Regions from separate parts of the Sus scrofa genome. Here region 2 is linked to region 1. Evidence: chromatin contacts called from public Hi-C data. All regions are on one chromosome and are shown on one strand. Each heading gives the region's core, a stretch centred on a gene start, on an enhancer-like site or on the middle of the called end of the contact. The rest is flanking DNA. Distances are from core to core; before and after follow the strand shown.

Evidence for each region. Hi-C and Micro-C count contacts between places; a contact is called where the count stands out from the background.
Region 2: a Hi-C map of liver shows a contact between it and region 1, with 2.2 times the contacts expected there. The contact joins two enhancer-like sites. A contact is called at or near these places in 1 of 5 promoter capture datasets (liver) and 6 of 47 Hi-C or Micro-C datasets (embryonic fibroblasts, fetal liver, liver and 1 more).

Annotation. Positions count from the first base shown.
Region 1 is chr16:15,367,118-15,370,959 of Sscrofa11.1, reverse strand. No RefSeq gene overlaps it. Among named protein-coding and RNA genes, the nearest start is that of CDH9, 1.3 Mb to the right of the region's middle. Within about 2 kb of position 1,924, at least 3 of the 83 cell types and tissues checked have an H3K27ac peak or open chromatin away from gene starts, as enhancers often do. A contact at or near this core is called in liver, where this site is marked.
Region 2 is chr16:15,439,445-15,443,286 of Sscrofa11.1, reverse strand. No RefSeq gene overlaps it. Among named protein-coding and RNA genes, the nearest start is that of CDH9, 1.4 Mb to the right of the region's middle. Within about 2 kb of position 1,921, at least 1 of the 83 cell types and tissues checked has an H3K27ac peak or open chromatin away from gene starts, as enhancers often do. A contact at or near this core is called in liver, where this site is marked.

The DNA of each region.
Region 1 (3,842 bases), core at 675-3,174:
GAATAAAATTATCAAATTATACAATAAAACCAAATTAATATGATTACATGAAAATCTAACATCAATAAAAGCTAAAATAAATAAATAATATATAAGGGTAAATCATCTGAGGAAAATCATCTTATTCCAAGAATTAAATATTTTGCATTTTTCTATATTTCCTTTTTTGGCAAATACTTCAGTGTGTAGGAATCATCATCATCCTGGGTTCAACAAGGATTTAATTCCTTAAGCTCCTCATTGTAAATGCACACTCTAGCATAGGCACGACCACTTTTCCAGGAAATAGTTTCTTCAAGAGCTTCATTTTCATCTCATGCCACATGCAGTTTGTCTTTTTTCAGTGTCTACGTATGCTTCCAGACTTCAATTTTAATTTTACTCTGAGCTATATTTTCCAGCCTTGTTTTGCCAAATCTTTAGACTCCACCTAAATTTTCATTGTGTTCTACAGCTCCCTGATATGTTGCTTTCCACTTAGATAGGGACTGCATCCTCCTCTACAGATCTGATATTTAGAAGAACCTATGACTTACCTTTAAAATTCTTCTCTTCCACAGGATGTCCACCAGAGTTGTGTCTTAATCTCTAGTAGGTTAAACAAAGAAAAATGGGGAACTACAATGCAATCCAAAGGTAATCAACATTTAATAAATGTGTGTGTGTTTTAGAAATTCTACATTTCAGAAATGATAAATGATATGCTGTCTTAAATTGTATGGAAAATAAGCACTTCATCTGTAAGTTTTACATCACAGAAAAATTGAAGTATACAAAAAGATAGATTTTTATGTATGGCAAATATATGAAATAAAACTTTGTCATATTTTAAGAGATTGTGAATGTGTTTCTTACTTTCTTCCTCTCTCCCTCTCTTTCCTTTTTCCTTTTCTCACTCATGCAAAAGACCTAGATAGTAACTCAGTAGTATAACTGAAAAATTAGATTCTTTAATATGGAACAGTATTGCCAAAACGGAATGTCTTTAAAATTTTCTAAAGCCAAAGACACATTGTATTGAATATCATGAAAAAAAATCATATTTTCTCATCTCCTAATAATATTTTCTTGACTTGCTAAAAGTGGCAAAGTTCTTCCTGTTTTTGGTATGGTAAATTGGTAGAACTGTCAGAAAGATCACGTTTCCTTCAAAGTATTAGATTTTGTCACAAAATTCGCAAGTACCTGTTCCCCTGAGGCAAATGTAAATACACTGTCAGTTTTTTGTGTTTGTTTGCTCCAACACTGTGTGATATACTGTCTCTTGGGAAGTAGATTTGCTTCACTTGCTTCTCAAAAGATTTACTTTGAACTAATAGAAATTATTTTTAAAAATTCAAGGTGCAATCATTTTTAATCAACAATCAATGATAATTTTTTTGTTTCAAAATCCTTAAAGTTTTAGTAATCAACTGAAATGATTGAAATAATTAACAGGATAAATGCAATATTTTGAATCTTTATCAATAAACCAAATTATTTTATTCACTTTAAAATCATTGTTAACCACTTAAAATAGACACAAACTATTTTATCTGCAACTAAATTGTGATGGTAAAAAATAAAGAAATTCAGGATTATTTGATAAAGTGGAAAGACATGATAAGGTCAAACATTTATTTTGATAATACATTAGTAAAAGGTAAAAAACAGAAACTAAACCAAAATAAACAATGTAAATGTAGTTTCTAATATTTAAACTTCAAGAGTTAAATAGAATTCAGAATACTATCTAAATTTGTAAATTTTTAGGTAGTAGATATCTCAAGAGTTAAGAGATATAAAATTGAAAATACAGTAAATATATATATATATATAGATACTTTACGTATGCATATAAACATAGCCTTCCACAATCACACCCACACTCAGAGTCCAGACTTCATAAAAATGCCAAGAATCTGGCATGGAGATATTTACTAAGCACTTGCCCTTTAATTTCATCTTCATAGCAGTGCTTCAGTGTATTTGCTCTGTTACGCATTTAACAAATAAAAGCTTGCAAAATCTTTTAAGTGGCAAAGGTTGAATTTCAAGCTAAGTCACCTTTTTTTAGTTTATGATATTATACTTACTCTACTGCAGATGTATTCTGTATGACAACACAAATGTATAAATAAACAACTGTGAAACAGAAATATACTAGTACAAATTAATGTGGTTAGCAAAGTCTCATCCAATTGTATCTCTGATAGACACAAAACATTTTTCTCTCAAAAGAGAAATGTTTGCGACTTTTTTTTCCAAGAGCAATGTTCATACAGTGTAAACATAATGGCCATAACATTAAACTTTCACAGTTTTCCAGTGTTCTTTCTAGGACTCATCTAAATACTTTTCAGTAGATTGTTTCATGACTGATTTGATTTTAACACTCATGCAAATCAAACTGATAGGATATGTAAATATATAGAAAAGTGATAACCACTCAAATCTAAAGAAAATGATGAGCATGCCATAGGGAAACTGATAAAATGATTTAATTTTAAAAAATCAATACAAACAATAAATTATTTAACAAATTTAGTGAGATATAACTCATGTGACAAAATCTACCCATCAAAGTTAACTTTTGTAGTATACACAAAAAGTTGTGCAGGCATCGAAACAATTTAAATTTAAAATATTTTCACTACTTCAAAATAAACTTTATGTGCAGTGGCAGTCACTTTCGTTTATCCCACTCCCTTCCAGGTACAGAAGACTTTTCTATCTCTGTAAATTGTCCTATTCCTGACATTTCATATTAACAGTACTTTACAATACATACTCTTAAGCATGCAAGAATATTTTATTTATGGAGTTCCCATCATGGCTCAGTGGAAAGGAACCCTACTAGCATTCATGAGGATGCCAGTTCGATCCCTGGCCTTGCTCACTGGGTTAAGGATCCAGGGTTGCAATGAGCTGTGGTGTAGGTCACAGACATGGATTGGAGGATCTGGCATTGCTGTGGCTCCAGTTCAACTCCCTAGGCTGGGAACCTCCATATGTTGCAGGTGTGTCCCTAAAAAGACAAAAAAAAGGAATGTTTTATTTACATTGTATAGATAAATATTCTTTTGTATGGATAAACCACATTTATATACATATATATATATTCATGTACATGTATCTATTTGTCAGTTGATACGCATTTGGATTTTTTCTCCATGTTTCAGCTAAATTGCACAATGCTGCTGTGAAGACTTACAACATTTTGGGTGGATATATGTTTTTATTTCTCTTAGGTACATAAGTAGAAGTGGAAAAACTTGGTCATATGGTAATACTACAATTAAATTTTGATCAATAATTAATAAATAATTTTCCAAGGTAGACCATTTTACACTAGAAAAGTATGAATATTCAATTTCTGTGTGTTTGGTTTTTTTTAGGGTAGCACCAGAGGCATATGGAAGATTCCAGGCTAGGGGTTGAATAGATGCTGCTGCCCACAGCAAGGCATATGGAAGTTCCTGTGCCAGGGATTGAATCCACGCCAACCTATGCCACAGCTGCATTAACACCAGATTTTTAACTCACAGCACCTGCACAGACCTGGGGATGGAACTACCAATGCCACGGAGACAAGCCAGAATATTAACCCACTGTGCTGCAGCAGGAACTTTATTTTGTTTTTAATGTTGTCAGTGTGCTTTTTCTGGTGTCATATCTAAGAAAACAATGCCTAGCCAGATGTAAAGATAATTTACTCCTATGTTGTATTCTAAGAGTTTTAAATTATTAATAATTACATTTACTTCTATAATGCATTTGAATGAATTTCTGTATATGGTTTGTAGAAAGTATCTAACTTCATTATTTTGAATCTGGATATCTAGTTGTTTCAGTAATATTTG
Region 2 (3,842 bases), core at 672-3,171, 72 kb before region 1:
AGTTGGATTCGTTAACCACTGTGCCACGCAGGGAATGCCAGGAATAGTTTTGATTGATAGCATTTTTCCCCCGTGTTAATTTTTTTTGTTATCCCATTGTCTTCTGACTTCCACAGAATCAAATAAGAAAGCAACCAATAACTTATGGAGGATATCTTGTATCTTGCAAGTTGCTTTTCTCTTGCTGTGTTTAACATTCTCTTTTTGACTTTGTCTTTAGATAAACTGACTACAATGTGCCTCACTGTGGATCTTTTTGAGGTATCCAACTCGAAGTTGTTGAACATCTTCATGTGTAGATTTATGTCCTTCATCAAATTCAGAAAACTTTCAGTCTTTTTTTGTTTGTTTAACTAATCCTATTGTCCCCTTTTATCTCAGTGGTCCTTCTGAGACTCCAATAATGAATATGTTGACCTTCTTGATGATGTTTCATACTTCCTTTTGCTCAGTTCACTCTTCTTCATTCCTTTGCATTTCTATTCCTCAGACTGTTAAATTCCAATTATCCTATGTTCATGATCACTGATTCTTCCTTCTTCCTATTCAACTTTATTGTTAGAACTTTCCAGTTTAGTATTCGTACTTTTAAATTCCAGAATTTCTACTTGTTTCCTTTATATAATTTTTATCTCTTTATTGAACACCTAATTTAGTTCATGTATTGTTTCCATGATTTTTTTTTTAGTTCTTCACCAAGGTTCACTTTAGCTCTTTGTACACATTTAAGACAGCTGATTTGAAGCCTTCGTATAAAAGTCCAATGTCTAGGCTTCCTTATGGACAACTTCTGTTATTTCTTTTCTTTGAATAGGCCATACTTTCCTGTTTCTATGTATGCTTTGTGATTTTCATTGTTGTTGTTGAAAATTAGAATTAGGTATTATAATGCTATAAAATAAAATTCTCATCTTCCCCAGGATTTTTTTGTTGTTGAAGGTACAGCTTGTGCTCAATCAGTTGGTTGATATTTCTTTGTATTCCAGGAGGATTTTTTTAAGTTACATTTTATTGATTCAATATTTGCTTCATTATCATAAGGCTTTGATAGTTTACCAGAATTCTAACATAGTTGGTTCAGATAGCTCCTTTCTCTTTTTTTATGTTTCTATGGGTAGACTGGAATTTGGAGCTACCTAATGTTTTGTTGGTACGGTTCTCTAAAACTGCCATGTTAAACATATTCAGCCAATCTTTCTTCCCAAAAATTGTATTTGGATTTTTATTTGCTCACATGACATTATAACTAAAGTATTTTCAACACAGCTTCAAAATTATAAAAGAGTTAAACTTATCTTCATATTGTAATTGCATTCTTAGCTAATAATTCATGATAATAAAAAAATCAGGGGAAATTAAATGAGTAAGCTTAGTTATATACAATTACTTCAAGGCTCAACTGGCTGACCCCAGTGAAATATTATCTTATTTTATAATTATATATTTCATATTATTAAGGACATGATTTGAAGCTGAAAAACATTATCCTACATAAAATGTAAAATTATTTTCTTTGCAGGGGCATATAGAGGTGAAAGTTAGTATGTTTGAGTGGCAGAATTGTCTTATCAAAGAAAAGATGTAAAAACTGGTTAACTTCTGGCCATGTGATATGAATTATTCATTCCCAGTATGGTTTTAGTGTGATTCAATCATCTAAAATATTAGTTATTATTCATTTTTCAATTTATCTATTAAATACTCATTATCAAATATTAACTGAACAAACAGCATTTTAAACATGAACCATTTTCAACCCTATAGAACTGTAAATTTTTCAATTCACTTCCAGAAATTTCTCTTTGAAGTCCAATTTACAAAAATAAAGGTAGCCCTTATGCTTATTCTATATATCTGAGAAAATATTTTAAAATGCCTGGTGAATGTGTATGAAAATCTGAGATGAAGCCATCACGCCACAAGATGGCAGATTAAGGCCACTAAACCAAAGTTTCTTACAGGAATAAGGTTTTAGTTTCTCTTTTATATACATGTTGATTTTTTACAGAATTTTTAATAAAATAATACATCCTATATATAATTCAGGTGTAAACTGATAATTGGAACTCTAGTATAAGTCAAACATTATTTTTCAGTAGAGGACCTCTTTCTGTTTTGTTATATGAAGGTACACTAATTTTTCTTAAAGAGAATTATTTTTAATAATATGAATATCTGAGTAAGGATTTTGCTGAAACCCCCATATTTTCTGTGTATCCAATAAATATTAAGGTGAGCACCACACACTTTTGGCTGTATGTCTGGATAAAATTTACTTTTTCGGCCATGTTTGGAATCATGAAACACTTAAGGTTACTAAGAACAAACAAACTGAAACAAAAACACAAATTACTTGAAATATTTTTACTTTGAAATTAGCTTATTTCAAATTTGTCATGTTCATATTTATTTTTCCTAAATCTCTGCCTGCAAGGTACTTTCACATTCTGAATTTTAAGACCTCTAATATCTTAAGCTTTGCTTTATATTTTAAAATACATCACATTTATGGTAACATAAACATATATATGTCTAAACTCACTAAATTGTATACATGAATTAATTGAATATGTTGTACGCAGTGTCTTGTAAACCAATTACACCTCAATAAAACTGAGAAAATATAGGACCTGTTTCTCTTTAAATGAATAAATAAAATATATAGTGTGTTTTTATCCTTATATTTATATGACATTTTATTAGAATTACCATTTTACAACCAAGATAATTACATTACATAATCAGGAAAATCTACAGTAAGGAGTTGGTGAAGTTGCAAATACATGTAGCATCTGGTAAGAAAGCTCCTAGATGTGAACAAATTGTAAAAATGTGTCTTTTGAGGGACTAGTAAGCTGTCCAGTGAGGCTGTTTCAAAGAAGACGTATTTTGTTACCGTAGCTGGATAGTGATACTGAGATGTTTTCAAAGACAATTTAACTCCTAAAAGGAAATGCTTGGATGATCCATTTAGCATTGGGAATTATTTTTTAATGTTAAAATGGGGCTTATTATAATTTGATTTAACATTTATAAAGATCAAATTTCCAACCCTATGAAAGATGACATGGACAGGAAGAAAGAGTCTAATTTGGGTTATCAAAACCAATTAGGAGTATTTTCCAATAGTCATGATAAAATATAATGAAGATTCATACATAGGAGTGAAATGGGAATGGATGCCTGAGATGTTGGAGTGATCATATAGCTAAGTAGTGTAAGGAATTCTTAATTAACAACCAGTTAGTTCAAAGATCACTTATTTATTAATTTAGCAAATTCAAGGCACATTTTTAAATATTATATTACAATTTCAAAGTGACAAAATCCAAAACATTACAGAGTTTATCTTCTACTGGGAATAGGTGTTGGACACATAGAAGTGAACAAGTGTAACCCCTTTGGGGACAGATTATTCAGTCCAGTGGGGAGTTTGCTGTGTTGGGAGAGGTGTATGGACCAATGTAAGTAAGAGAAATGGAACTATGAGAAAGATGTCAGTGCAAGCTAAACTGTAAGAGAAAATGGTACATGGTCAACATTTTAAAGGTAAATACAGTTAAAATGAGTGAGATGCACAGTCCCACTGAAGGATAAAGGGAAGATCATAGCAGGCTGAGGAAACCGAGAAGTCTCCTGAAGTATGTACCAACTGATATAAAACCTCAAGAATGGGTAGGATTGGGGCATAAACACAGTATGTTAAACAGAATAAGTTACAAAAGCAGAAGGAAAAGCAAAGACACAATAAAGAACATTTTTGAAGTGTTGCAGCAGATCTGTTTTAGAAATAACAAATGCTATAATTTTGCTTATGCACAGGATATAAATAAGTAGTATTA